Regions from separate parts of the Pelodiscus sinensis genome. Here region 2 is linked to region 1. The links are chromatin contacts, called in public Hi-C maps. All regions are on one chromosome and are shown on one strand. Each heading gives the region's core, a stretch centred on a gene start, on an enhancer-like site or on the middle of the called end of the contact. The rest is flanking DNA. Distances are from core to core; before and after follow the strand shown. Region 1 holds the start of RPL7 (ribosomal protein L7). Region 2 holds the start of TERF1 (telomeric repeat binding factor 1).

Evidence for each region. Hi-C and Micro-C count contacts between places; a contact is called where the count stands out from the background.
Region 2: a Hi-C map of blood shows a contact between it and region 1, with 5 times the contacts expected there. The contact joins the promoter of TERF1 here to the promoter of RPL7 in region 1. A contact is called at or near these places in 3 of 5 Hi-C or Micro-C datasets (blood, liver and an unstated tissue).

The regions. Positions count from the first base shown.
Region 1 is chr2:54,065,866-54,073,384 of ASM4963464v1, forward strand. It overlaps RPL7 (ribosomal protein L7), which reads left to right and starts at 3,795. Exons shown (of 8, transcript XM_075920526.1): 1 at 3,795-3,910; 2 at 5,225-5,327; 3 at 6,028-6,194. The coding sequence starts at 3,897. It overlaps RDH10 (retinol dehydrogenase 10), which reads right to left and starts at 1,558. Exons shown (of 6, transcript XM_075920522.1): 1 at 532-1,558. The coding sequence starts at 823.
Region 2 is chr2:54,267,643-54,275,161 of ASM4963464v1, forward strand. It overlaps TERF1 (telomeric repeat binding factor 1), which reads right to left and starts at 4,367. Exons shown (of 10, transcript XM_075920523.1): 1 at 4,009-4,367. The coding sequence starts at 4,234.

The DNA of each region.
Region 1 (7,519 bases), core at 2,545-5,044:
CCATCTCCAGATGCCACCTCTGACCAAAATACTCCCCACACACTGTAAACTGGGACTAATTCTTCACAGGAACAATTTTTAGAATGTGGACACTGAAAACCACTGAACCAGACTGTAAGCCTTGTATTTAATGGAAACCACTTCAAGCCAGGGAGTGCGTCAGCATGCCTAGGACCCTTAGTTCCAGACCCAGTGCTTCTCACTGACCCCCCATTCCCACTTAGCTGAGCACCCTCAGATTTAGTGCCATTCTTCTGTTCCCCAAAAGGCAGGCTGGCAGGTAATACCACTTCTTCATGGGAGACTAACCCAGCAAGAGTCCCTAACCCAGAGCCACGCTGTCCCCGGATATGCAGCAGTGGCTGTTTTATAGTCCCTACATTTATTAGGGGAGGAGAGAAGAAAGGAAGAGAAGACCAGGGGGTGAGATATAGCTAACACTTATGTTACGACCACAAGATACATCAGCATGTAGACCGAGGGGCACAATACGTCACGGCTGTCCGTGCCTGACGCGGGCAGCGCACTTACCTTGCTGGGCAGTGGCAGTGGCCTCTTCGGAGATCTCCCTGTAGATGTGGCGCACCATGCCTGCCGTCTCCTCATTGCTCTGCGTGTTGATGTCCCACAGCACCAGCAGTGCCCGGCGCCGGGCGAACTCCAGGGCGAAGAGGCGGCCCAGGCCACTGCCTGCCCCGGTGATGAGACACACCTGCCCCGCCACACTCTTCTCCTTGGGCCTGACCAGCCACTTGGCCGCAGCCAGCACGAACGCCCAGAGCACTTTGAAAGTGACTACGAAGAACTCCAGCAGGATGTTCATGCTTGCAGCGCTGTTCCCAAGGGCTCAGCTGCCTACCACGGGAAGGGGAGCCTGCCTGCTCTGCGCTCCACGGGGCTCCGCACTCCCCCTCTCCAGAAACAGTCCCCTCTCCCCAAAGCCGCGTGGAGCCTAGTGAGCTTAAGGGACACCGGCAACCGTGGCACAGTCCGCTCAGCGTGCAGCGCAAGGGGCCGTGCAAAGCCTGCCCTCAGGAGCTAGAAGAGGCGAGAGGCTGCGCGGACACCCACTATCCTAACACTAAGCACTGCCCGGGCTCCTAGGCGTCACTACCAGCCCCGGCACCTGGTGCTGCTACTGCCTGGAAAGCGCGGAGCTTGCCACTGCCTGCTCGGTAGCGGCTGCGGGGCTCCGGGCAGGGAGACTTCAAAGAGGAACAAGCTCCCTATGCCACCAGGTTTCCTTCGCCCGGGCTGCGGCTCCTCGCCAAGCCACACGCAAGCCAGCAAGTTCAGCCCAGTCAAGCCGCCCTAAGTTTGCCCAGAGCCAGCCGGGGCTAGCTGCCCGTTCGCTGCCGCTAGCACTGGCTAAGGAAAAGCTAGCAGGAACGCAGGCTCAAGGAGCACCTCCGCTGCTCGGCCAGGGAAGGAGGCGCCGCTTTCCCCAATGCCTTCGCCCCGAGCTAGCTCCTTCCTCCAGCGCTCTGCGCCCCGCCACTGGAAGGGAGCATCTCCACGCTCCGCGCGCTATATACCCACGGCTAAGAAACGGGTCCCCTCCCCCACCACATTCCCAGGCCCTCCCCCAGCCCAGCCCACTTTGCATTCCCAGATCTTCCCCCAGCCCATTTCCGCCTCCACCGCCCCCCCAGGCCAACCCACCCACCAGCACAGCCCCACCCCTTCCTACCGCCAGCTCCCCCCCCCCCGACACCAGTGCAGGCCCCCTGGTGCCCCGCCAGCCCCTTCCTGAGCGTTGCCCACCCCATCTTCTCCCACAGCCCGGGGAGTCGGTCACGCCACCCCCCAGCAGCAACCGATTTGTCCCCAGTTCCATCAACATCTTCCCACGGCCACTCTCCGCCGCTGCCTGACACGCACACCCGGCGGCCCGCACCCCAGCCTCGGCCCCGTCCTAGCGCAGCCCCGGACCAGAGCTCCCTGCTGCTCAGCGGGTTTCTCGGCCCACATTCTGTCAGGCGACATCGGGCGCATCTCTCCATGGCGCGGACCTAGCGCTTGGCTTGCAAAGGCGAGCCCTGACTGTCCGCCAAAACTTCCAGCTTGGGCAACTGGAAGGGACTGCATGTCCCAGCATGCAAAGCGATCCCCTTAACCTACAGGTCCCAGAGTGCAATGCGTTTCCTTGAGTCCAGCGGCTTTCAGGGACTGCATGTCCCAGCATGCAGTTCGGCTTACAGCCTTCCAACACGTCCGGGAGCCGTAGCCAAGGTGGAACTTGGTATGAGAGGCTTTGTAGTCGGCATCGGCCACGTTGCTTCCCGGGCGAGACTGGTGTTTGAAGATGATGTGTAAGCTGCTGAACGAATCAGCTTGCGGTGCTCGACAGAGAAAAAAAACTTCCGTGTCTTATTGACAGTGAAATTCTGTCTATAGGATAATAGTTATTCTAATATAACAATGTAATTAAACATATACTTGTAAATGTATTTTAATTCCCCTGGTATTAAACTAGTTTTAGTAAGATTCATGAGAATAACGTGCTCTACTAATATACATTCGTATTACCATTTGTTTTACATCTATAATACTAACTGTTCAAATGTCATTTATGATTAATTCATCCTTTTACAATATATGCTTAACAGCATATTTTTGGATGCTTGAAACAAACAAAATAAAGAAAAACAATAGTAACGCTGTTAATTATTCTGGGACAAACTGCTTGACCCTTACACGGAATGGTATAGTTCCATTGTTTTCAATGGGATTGCTCTGCATGTATGTAACTCTACTCCATATGCAGTTCCACTGAAGTCAACGAGAAAACTGGAATAAAGTTTCATCCACATGCAAGCATTTGTAAGATTTGTACTCTAGAGTACAGTGAGTTGCAGCCTGTAGAAATACTGTACTTAGATGAACAGATTATTTTAGTTAAGTGGATTCAATGCCATTGAAGTTTATCTGTTTATGACAGTGATGCCTTAAATGATTTTAAGTGCACAATGGTTACACAGGTGGATATGGAACCTAAAGAGACTTGGTGCCCAATATGGCAAAAGACTTAAAGTCCCATTTAAGTCTGTAGGATAATTCACACTAATGAAGTTAAATTTGTGCATAAATGTTTATGAATCTGGGACTTTGTCCAATTTTCAGTCCCTTTTCTCACCTTAAGTCCAAGTCCCAAAATAAAATTAACAAAATTATACAATGATTCCTTTATGCAAGCTTAACACTAGTTAGGCTTCATAAATAAATGAAATAACAACAATAAGAAAGTGTCTTTCTATACTGACTGTTTGAACAGCCTGAACTGTTTTTTGTGTTGTGTACAGAATACATTATTAGTATATGACAAAAATAAATAATAATAAATAATAACCCTGATCCCACTGAAGTTAATATTAACACCCAGGGTCAGGATTTAGTCCTATAGAACATTTTTAGAGCTAAGGATAATCAGTCACACCAAGGAAATTAACTATTTACGTCAATAACAATAGAGATTACATTTTAAATTACATTTCTGGGCCTAAATATTGTGGGAATTGTGGAGTGTGCCTAACTCAGCATGATGAAGCTGTAGGCAAGTATCACTGATAGGTAGAGGGGCTTTGGTGATGTTTTAAGGGAAGTGTTTATTGCCTTTTTCCTCCAGATCTGTAGAAGTTTACTCTGTGTGAGATTTTTGAGCCCTTCGCTTTAAGCTCTCACATTCACAACCAACTCTTAAGTTCCCTTAATTTGGTCACCTGACTAGGCTACCTGTAGCCCAGGCACTTGAGTAGTCACCTCCCTACTCCTGAATTGTATCCAGGCACTGCGAGGACAGCTAAATGCCAGGGCTTTTTTACGTTGGTCCCTGCCCGGGTCCGATTTTTTAAGTACGGGACGCGCATGCGCATGCCCTCTCTTTTCCGGTCGGGATCATGGCGGGTGTAGAGTAAGTGCAGCAGCTTCACAGGGAAAATCCACTTCCATCCGTAGCGTGTCGGTCTCTATCCTCGAGCCGGCTCCTCGAACCCGACAGCCGGGGCGCTGCTCCCACGCTACCGCCCGTATTGATCCCCCTCCGTCCTTTCTCGGCGGCCCAGGCCTGCGTGCGGCCGGAGCGGCCTGGGTTTGGGGTGGCAGGGCGGTTGGGTCGCCTCGCCTGGTGCAGAGAGGACTTGATAGAGTCTTCTGGATGAGCAGGGATGCAGCAGCCTGACTGCGTTGGGCCCTTGTGATTAAGGCGAAAGTGTCTCGGCTGCGGCTATTGATGGTGTCGCGGTTCAGGGACCATCATGATGTGATGGGACAGTAGCATGTACAGCCTCTCCGGGCTGTATCCTATGGGCAGGATCTTCTGAAACTGTAGTCTGTCCTTTCCTTTATTGCCTCGTTAATGTGCTGTATGATGCTTTAGGGCTAGATGCTGCCTTTAGATGTATTGACCAAGTGGGATTGTGCCCATTTATTAAGGGTCACAATGTAGCTGTAAATGAACAAACTTCACAATTATTATTCTAACACTAAGTGATTTCCTAAGAGTCTTTGACACACTTCTGTAAAGCTTAAATTTGAATTACAAACCTTAGTAATAATGAACTTGGGTTTCCTTCATAAGAAAATATAAGATTTAATTGATATTCAGGCTATATCCAGTGATCATTCCTGCCACTATTGCAACTATTTGTCAGTGGTTCTTGGGCTGGCCCTGGGCTGATTTGTATTCAGAGCTAGATGCAAGATCTGTTTTTTGTAAGAGTTTGCCTCAGTTTTAAGCCAGAATGATTTTAAGTAGAATGAAGTGAGGAAATATTTTCAGATTCCCAAGTGGTGTCTGAAAGGGAGCATGGTTGGTAGACTGTCAGTTTGCTTGGTGCTTTTACATATTCAGATAAGTGATTGCTTTATAAATGCCTAGAAGTAGCAATAAAGGGCAGTTACCTTATGGTGTGATGTAGCTGTTCAGTCGCATACAGCAATACAGGTTTCCTTATCTGTAAATGAAAGATGCTGTAAGTAAGTGCATATTAAAATGTTACACAGGAGTTCAGTCCTGAGTGAGACCCTAAACAATTGAAGATGCGGGGAGATGGCATGTAATTATAAACTGCATTTTAATTTCTGGGTGTGTTTGTGTGATTTATATATATCCAAGCTGCTTAATTCTTATTTAAGCTAAATTTGCAGATACATCTTTCATTACTTGTCATATGAAATCAATCTATAAATAAACCCTCAAGTCTTGTTGTTGTTTTTTTTAATTTAGAGGAAAGAAGGTGCCTTCTGTTCCAGAAAGCCTTTTAAAAAAGCGAAAGGCTTTTGCAGATATAAAGGCCAAGCGTCTGAAGAGGCTAGTGATTCAAAAGAAGGTAAATATTGTAATAAGCTTTTTAATTGTTTCACAATAAAGGCAATTCTAATACACTGTGGTGGAGATTAAGGATGTAAAAGACTACAGTCCCCCAGCTGACCCCAGGCATCACTGCCTCTTTAAAACTGGTGGGCTACGTCTACACTGGCCCCTTTTCCGGAAGGGGCATGTTAATTTCAGCCATCGTAGTAGGGAAATGCGCGGGGGATTTAAATATCCCCCGCGGCATTTAAATAAAAATGTCCGCCGCTTTTTTCCGGCTTTTAGAAAGGCCGGAAAAGAGCGTCCACACTGGCCCCGATCCTCCGGAAAAAGCGCCCTTTTCCGGAGGATCTTATTCCTACTTTGAATAAGATCCTCCGGAAAAGGGCGCTTTTTCCGGAGGATCGGGGCCATTGTGGACGCTCTTTTCTGGCTTTTCTAAAAGCCGGAAAAAAGCGGCGGACATTTTTATTTAAATGCCGCGGGGGATATTTAAATCCCCCGCGCATTTCCCTACTACGATGGCTGAAATTAACATGCCGCTTCCGGAAAAGGGGCCAATGTAGAAGAGCCCGTGGTGGCGGCAGTTTACATATTTTATTGACCACTTGCAATAATACAATTGAGTTGTTGTAGGCTAACATAATTATGAATGACCTGTTGGTATACAGCAGCTACATATGAATTTTTGAATGATATTTTACGCCTAATTTCAGCTTCGTAAAGCACAAAGAAAACTCATTTATGCAAGAGCTCAGGCCTATCACAAGGAGTACAGGCAAATGTACAGAAGTGAGATTCGTATGGCTCGAATGGCACGCAAAGCTGGCAATTACTATGTACCTGCTGAACCAAAACTGGCCTTTGTGATCAGAATCAGAGGGTAAGTTAATTAATATTTTGGACTATGGTTACATTTTATTAAATATGTGGGGAAATTTGCCTTCCAGCATTAAAGTTCACGTAACTTGTAATAAAAGCCATCCACTGGTAAATCACCCAAGTGATGTGGATTTATAGTACTAGCAGAAGTCTTGTTCACTCAGTCTAGTTCCTAATGCCACACCCACCCACCCGCGTGTTCGGAAGGAAGCCCATGTTTTGGCATTGTCAGTGAAGAGTTAAAGTAGCACTGTGCATGGAGTGAATTATCTTCATTTACATTTCATCTTGTAATGTAATGATAATAACATGTTTGTCTACCAATTTAAATTGTTCTCATGCTTGTTCTATTATATACCTGCAACATTGCAAAAATGAGTATTTGTTACTTTTATGACATAAACTGGATAATATGAATAACTCTGCAGACTAGGGATGTAAAAATCATTTTAAGATCTTAGCGGTTACACAATTACACACACTGCAGGCTCAGCTTCATACTGCGGAGCTTGCAGTGAAGTTTTCCCAGAAAGGGTGTCTCAAGCCCCTGCTAGGGCAGGCAGGGAGCTCTTACAGCCCCTTCCAGTAAACATGAACTGGTAAGGATCACCTGTTAAGGATGAGGCTTACCAGTTACCCTTTTACATCCCTAGTGCAGGCCATTGTTAACGAGGCACCATAGAAATCTCTTTCCACATGTTTCAGAACAGCTTGTTTAAAGATGTACTATGAGAGGGAAACCAAGTGATCCAAAGAAAAAAGCTGTTTAAAGAAGGGCCTATCTGGTTCTTATTGAAGTAGAACCATATCCCTGGATGTTTACTGATGGGAGCACTGAATTCTGAATTGACAGTATCACCTTCCTGCTTTGATGAAACAAAAGACAGGACTATGCAGCAGTTTAAAGACTAACAAGATGGTTTATTAGGTGATAAGCTTCCGTGGGCCAGACCCAAAGCTCACCACCTAATAAACCATCTTGTTAGTCTTTAAAGTGCTGCATAGTCCTGTCTTTTGTTTCAGCAAGACCAGACTAACACAGCTACATCTCTATTACTTCTTGCTTTGCTTTTTCTCAAGAGTAGGTCCAGCTGAGCCCTTGTTAACTTGTTGAAGAGAGACTCCACATTAAAAGTGGATCTGCTGTAGGGATGTGAAAGACTAGTCAACTATCCGATAAGGGGGAGGGGGAGGAAAGGGTACTTGAAAGTGGCAGCGCCACTTGGTGCTTGGGGCCAGAGCCCGGGCTCCATGCTGCGCTGTCGTTTTGAAATGCTGCATGGAGCCTGGGGCCAACTGAGGTGCTCCAGGCTTTATGCAGCATTT
Region 2 (7,519 bases), core at 3,117-5,616, 200 kb after region 1:
TATAAATGAACATTTGGGACATAACACATTCATAAGTTGGTTGTTTGGATTTCTAAATGCAGGATTCTGTCCGGTGCCAGTGGGGACAGAGTTCGGGGAGTAGGGACGGGAATGGGGACAGAGTTCTGTAGCTGGGGACAGGGGACAGAGTTCTGCAGCAGGGGATAGGGTGCCAGTGGGGACAGAGTTCGGGGAGTGGGGACTGGGGAGCAGGGACAGGGTGCCAGTGGCAGCAGAGAGTCCCCTGCATCTGCCTCCTCCCAGGATTCCCCTCCCTTCCCCCAAGGAGGGAAGCCAGCACATGCCTCCTCCGGGCCCGACTCCCCCTCCCCCTCCGCGAGGCAGGGAAACCCCTCGTGTGCCTGCTCCGGGACCAAACCCCCCGTGGGAGCCTGCCCTGGGGACAACCCTCTCCGCCCCCGCGGCAGTACCTAACCCCTGCGGGCACCTGCCCCAGGGCCAAACCCCCCTTCCACAGCGTGGCCCGGCCAACCCCCATGGGCACCTGCCCTGGGGCCAACCCCCTCCTGCAGCATGGCCAACCACCACGGGCGCCTGCCCCGGGGCCAAACCCCCCTTCCACAGTACGACCGGGACAACCCTCGCCCCCACCCGCCCCTCCCACAGTGCGGCCAACCCCCGTGGGCGCCTGCCCCGGGGCCAAACTTCCCTCCCTCGGCACGGCACAGCCCAACGCAGCCAAACCCCGGGGCCAACCCCCACTCCCACAGCACAGGGAAACTACTGGAACCCCCAGAAGTGGCGCAAAGCTGCAGGCAGGACTTCTGTCCACGCTGGAGGTAGGTAGTGGGGCTTCTCTAGAGTGGGGGGAAAAAATGGAGAGTGAGGGGTCCCGAATGCCTCACAAATCAACTGGTTGAGGACTCGCAATCGACCAGTTGATTGCAATTGACCGGTTGGTGACCACGGCCCTAGAGTGAACCATAAGCATTTGTAACCTGGAACAAACTTGTAAATGTGGCGTTCCACGAAAAGTGTGTTCAGAACCTCACTATAAGCATTTGTCATTTAGCTAAAAGCCCTGAGCTAGTTTTCCATGGGAAAGTGAACTCTTCCATGGGAAAAGCAAGATAACACATCTGAGCTGCCAGTCTCACTTCTGCCTGAAGAGAGGAAGCAAAATTGATAAGCACCTTCCACAGCAACAGAAATGGCCCACTGAAGTTCTCTAAGGACGTAAGTTCCTTAGCAGCTGGAGTCCCCCACTGACTCCAGGCCCTAAGCAGTGCTGTTGCTTTGAAACACTGCAGGGAACCCAGCATCAGGCTCCATGCAGCGTTTCAAATGTCATCACTGGGGCCTGGTGACAGCTGGGGAGTCCCCAGCTGATCCCAGGTTCCACATGGTGCTGCCGCTTTGAAATGATGTGTGCAGCCTGGGGACACCACAGCTTGCCCTGGGCTGCACGTGGCATTTTAAAGCAGCAGCGTCACATGGAGCCCGGGGTCCAGCCCCAGGCTCCATGCTGCGCTGCCACTTTGAAGTACCCCTCTTCTTCCGCCTCCTTGCTGCCTCTTTCTGATAGACTAGTTGACTATCCAATAAGCATTTGCTTATCAAATAGTTGACCAGTTGTTCACTTCTCTACCTGGTTAGGTGTAAAATGTTAATGTAAAAGTCCCCAACTTATAAATGAACATTTGGGACATAACACATTCATAAGTTGGTTGTTTGGATTTCTGAATGCAGTTTCCCATAGAAACAATATTATAAGTGTCAGTTAGGTTCCCAGGCTAGTCATAAAAGCCTATTCAACCCGTATTGTAGCTGAAACTCTATTTGCAATGAAAAATTGAAAGCTTATTTAACCTTGAATGCTGGTGCTTGAGGAAACGGAGGTTTAATTAGAGGCTGAAGAGGTAGGTAGAGAATCCAAAGGGGACTTCTAGGAATCCTTAGCACCTATGACCCATGGGCTGTGCACCACCCCATCCCCCATCTTCCACCCCATCTTCTGTAGGCTGTATCCAACCCCTTCTTACCTGGATGTGGTGAGCAGCATGAGCACAGGCTGGAGGATTGGGGGCAGCTGTGCAGCTGGCGAGAAGTAGTAATTCCTCCTTCAAAGCATCACTTCTTTCTAACTGCTGACTGCACAATGGCCCCCTGCTCTTCCAGAGTCCTTCAGCCAGCACTGTGCTGCTCGCTACCACCTGTGCCTCTTGCCTGCTCCCCTGAGGCTGCAGGTGAGCTTTTGTTTGTATGAGCAGTAGGGATGTAAGTGAGTAGTTGATTGGCATATCTACTACTCACTCCGCCCCCCACTGCCTCAGAGTCAGCAAGAGGAGGCGAAGAGAAACAGGAACCAGTGCAGGTACCCTACTACCATCTCTGAGGTGCCACCTGTCCATCAGTCCCGGCTGCCTCTAAGAGGCAGAGGGAGGGTGGAGTAGGGGAGGCTCTGCCCACAGCTGGCCAAGGTTCCTTATTCACTACATGATTATATAACCACAATTTAACATCCTTAATGAGCAGATGTTTGTAAGTCAGATGTTTGTAACTTGGGAGTGCCCATATGTGGAGGAAAGGTAGGTTGAGAAGAGGAAGAGGTAGGTGGCAATTTTGAAGGGAACTTCTGGGCTACTAACTCTTCAGAAAGACAGACACTGTCAGGACTCGCTCTTAGCTCTGGAAGGGAAACAGGTCTAATAGGTTACAGCAGAAGCAGATACATCAGGGTTCTATAAGAACATCAAAATGGCCCTACTGAGTCAGATCAATGGTCTTATCTAGCCCAGTGGCCGCTGCTGTTGGAAGACAAGACAATGCCAGGTACTTCAAAAGGAATGAACAAAAGAGGCAATCAAATGATTGTTGCCCATCCCCAGCTCCTGGCAAATAGAGTGCAGGGATACTATGTCTGCCCATCCTGCCTAGCAGCTGTTGGCTCTATTATAAGAAAAGCCATACTGGGTCAGCAGGAAGGTCTATCTTGCCCATATCCTGTCTTCCAACAGTTGCCATGACGGGCAGCAGGTTTAAATCAAACAAAAGGCAGTTTTTCTTCACTCAGTGCACAGCCAACCTGTGGAATTCCTTGCCAGAATATGCAGTGAAGACTAGAACTTTAACAGGGTTCAAAAAAGACCTAGATAGATTCATGGAGATTAGGTCCATCGATGGCTATTAGCTAGGAGTGGTATCCCTAGCCTGTTTCTCTGGAGGTGGGTGACAAGGGAGGGATCACATGAGGATTACCTGTTGTGATTCCTCCCTCTGGGGCATCTGGTATTGGCCACTGTCGGCAGACAGGATACTGGGCTAGATGGGATCTTTGGTCTGACGCAGTATGACCCTTCTTATCTTCATATAGGGACATTAATAAGTGGGTAATTGGGTAGGCAGGCAGGCGGAAGCCAGTCTGGGCTATTAAGCAGCTTTTAAGCTGGCTCCTGGTGTGCACCAGCTCCCAGAGAGCTAGCTGCTGCCCCACACTGCCAGTGGGTGTAACTGCTGAATTTTTCAGTGGTTACATGGTTACTCAATTACCTGCTTTTTAAATATTACCTACTCTGTATCAGCATGCAGCAGCATGGGACAGCAGTCAGTTCCCAGGGGAGCGGGGCCGATAGGCAGGAGCCTGCTGCCATGCCAGGCTGTGGGTGTATGTAACTGCTGTTTCTGAGTAGTTACCCAATTACCTGCTTTTTACACCCCGCCTCATACACAGCGACCCTGAATCCTGTACCCCACGCATACCCACTCCTTCTTTGAGGGCCCTCCCCCCACTTACAGGCTCTGTTATATCACAGCCCCCCTTCCGCCCTGAGCCCCCCCAAGGCTGCAGCCGAGTATCTCACTAGCAGGCCCACTAGTGGCAACTGGGGCTGGCTCTGCCCCATACGGCGGGCTCCCAGGGGCCCGAGCGGGGCGGGCTCTGCGCGGCCAGGCGCACGCGCAGCGGGGAAGCGCCCCACGGCAACACGCGCCGCCTAGGCCGGGCCAAATACAGGGCACGAGGCCGCAACCCGCCCCCGCCCTTCTCACCCTGCGCCGTGTCCCGGCTCCGCTCGAAGTCCCGCGTACGCCCCTCCCGGAAGTGCCGGCACAGCGCGTAGCAAGTGAAATCCAGCATCCAGCCCCCGGCTACAGCCTCCACCTCCGCCAGCAGCGCGGGGGACAGCGGGCCAGGGGGACTCCGCGCCCCCGATTCCTCCTCCGCGCCCCCGCGGGCCCGCGCACCGCCCAGCTCCGCCTCAGCCCCGCTTTCCATTTTCAAATCCGCCGCCGCCAACCGCTTCAGGCCCCGCCTCGCCAGCGACAACAGCACAGAGTGGGAGAAATCTGTGCGTCACCGCTTCGCTCAGGCTCCGCCTCTTCCGCCTTGCAAACCCCACACCCAATTTGCGTCAGGTCCGTGCCCGTAAATGTTCCCGCAGCAGAGCCTTTTCCGCCCTCACTAACGTCACTTCCTGTCGCGGGACTTCACGCCTTCAATCAATACAACTCCCGTGCGCGGGGCTTTGATTGGCTAGGTAATGCTACTGGGGTGGGATCTGGGAGGCTCGAGACGTCACACGTGGCTCCCTAGATTAAAGAGCCCTCTGCTGTCAGAAATCTTTTCCCTAGGTGGTTACTTGTAGGCTGCAATCAAGTCATTGTTTAATCGTTTCATTGATAAATATATAGAGATTCTTAAGTTTCTGGCTTTCTAGACTTACAATAATTTCTGTAGCTCCTTTTACAAATCTTTTCCCAGTTGGGTGCATGCATGGATAAGTGGGGAAAATTACATTTGAACGGGTAGCGCTATATCTAGCCCTTTAACGTGTGAGTGCTCCTAAGTAAGATTCTCGTAACATAGATGTATTTTGTTTTCTTTGTAATTGTGTGTAACTTGGGAACATGCAATAAAAAAGTAGTTTAAGATAAATTAAAGCCTAGATTCTTCACTCTTTGTTGTGTTCCTACAGACTCTCTGATGGCAAAGCTATGCAAGAAGAGCCACCTACTGGAGATACCGTGTAAACCAGCAGGAGTTCAGCTTAGAACATACCTACAGGCATAGAACAGCCTACAGACACACTTTTCTGTCAGCATAATTTTGTTTCATTTTATGTATCAGAGGGGTAGCCGTGTTAGTCTGAATCTGCAAAAGTGGCGAGGAGTTCTGTGGCACCTTATAGACTAACTGAAGTGTTGGAGCATAAGCTTTTGTGGGCAAAGACCCACTTCGTCAGATGCATGTAGTGGAAATTCCTTTTCCTTTTGTTTTAGCAAGATCATGGCTACCTCTCTATTGTTGGACTAGTGAGTCAGAGACAAAGGAGACAAATGCACAATCCATTTGAACTGGGATGGTTACTCGTGGGGGTATGAACTCTGGTTGTGGTATTTTCCCTAGCTAATGCCATGTAACTTCTCTCCCTCTTTCATTAAAAGTTTATTTTCTACGCTCAGACTCTGTGCTTGTGAGTGGGGAAGCATTGCCTCCCAGAGGCGCTCAGGGGTGTGTGAATTTCCCATGCTACAGGGTGGGGGCTCTAGTCGGTTCTGTGTGAGATGGATGAAAAGGAACCCCTAGATATTAAACCTGGTCCTGGATGCTGCCGGCGCTACCTGGCAGAAGGATTACAAAACTATGGACCAGTTTCTGATCAGTCATATTGGTGCAATAGAGAGTATCTCCATTGACTTCAGTGGAATTATTACCAATTTACACTGTTGTTACTTAGACCAGAATCTGACCCTAGATCATGAACATTTCCATGAAACGGTTAAGAACATCCCAAACTGTTCTTGTCTAGAAGGCAGAAATTCCAGCAGTTCTAGTGTCTGTAATTTACATTCTTTGCTTGGTTTGCCAGGAACTAACAGCTAGAAAACTGTACCTCCTCAGGAAAATAAGGTGCTGAAACTATTGTGATTTTCTGGCTTCACTGGTTAGCGTAACCCTGTGTTAGAAGGCTTGAGGGAAAGTAAGGGTTTGAGGAATGGCACTACATTATATCGTGAAAGCATCGAAAATGATGACAGAGGGAAGAGACAGACTTATCCAGCTACATCTAAAAAATGTAGAAAGGATCAAAGATTGAAGTAATCCCCGAGGATGCAAAGCATGTAATGTGAATAATTGGATAAAACTGAATGTAGTGCTGGAACAACATGTTGCCAAATGAAGAAAGAATATTTTTCTGTCATTTAAAAGTATAAAACTGATACAGTTCCTTTTCACTAAGTGCCAATCAGCAAAAGCTTAATCTTTGTGAAAGATGATGTTGCAGAAAGTATACTGAAATATATGAATAACAAAGGGGTTCACTCTGAGACAAATATCAAATGAATGTCAAAATAACGTTAATACATTCAGGAGGCTACACAGTGGTGTTCCCTCTAAACTGGGAGGCAGCACAGCTTCACAGGTGATTAATCAGCCCTGCCCAGTCAATCAGCTCCATTTGCTACACAGGTGATATGTTGACACTATATGGAAATTTTAGGTGGGGACAGAAAATGTAATTTAGCCAAAAACTCCCTTTCAATTTTCCCTTTTGGGAAATTTTCAAATGAAACTTTTTTCACACGTAGTGATATTGTCTACACAATTCATACAGTGCTACATATTTTAAATCTTCTTGGGTAAAGCTAAGCATTCAACAACATTATGGAAAATCCATAAATATGTTCTTTTTATTGTTTATCGCTAGAAAATTGATTTTGTTTGCTAACTTCTTTGTTACTTATAGTGACTAAAATCTTATTTTTTATCACATTCAAGATCTAGAGCTGGCCCATTAGTTACTTTTTTTAAATACTGAGTAACCTTTCTCCTAGTAGTACATTTTTCCAGTATTTTATAAGGTACACATTCTGGAGCCACTTTAAGACCTGTAATAAACTGGCCTTTCATAAGCTATCCCAGTGGGGACAGACACTGGCAGAATTTTCTCTGCAAGGTAGGGAGAACCAGAGCAGCTGTTCTATAGCTGCCGCCATAAGAAATTTGCAACTTCAGAAGCCAGGACTGACTAGATTTTGATTTCTTACGTCTTTATATGCTGTTGGTATTAGAAATTATTAATATGGGTGACAACCAGATATTAAAATTATACATTTATTTATGAAGTCCAAATTCCAAATGTGTAGGATTGTATATAAACTTTTACTAAAACAAAACAGCTGGCTTTTTTAACCTTCATAGATCATGGTTTCTAAACCTTTGATCATTTTTGTTGTCCTCCTCAGGACAATCTCCAAAGTATGCACATCAATTCTAGGCATCATACTTCAAAGAAAGGATGCAGTACTCCAGTTGAGGTCTCATCACTGCTGACTGGAGTGGGACAAATTATCATCTGTCTCTTTAGTATGACAACCTGTAAAACGCCTCTCGATGATATTAGTCTTTTTCACTAGTGCATCATGTTGCTGACATATTCAATTTGTGATCCTCTATAACTCCCCATTATTTTCAACAGATTACCACCTAGCTAATATTCCACATTTTGTAATTTTGCAATTAGTTTTTCCTTTTTCAATGTGGTACTTTGTACTTGTC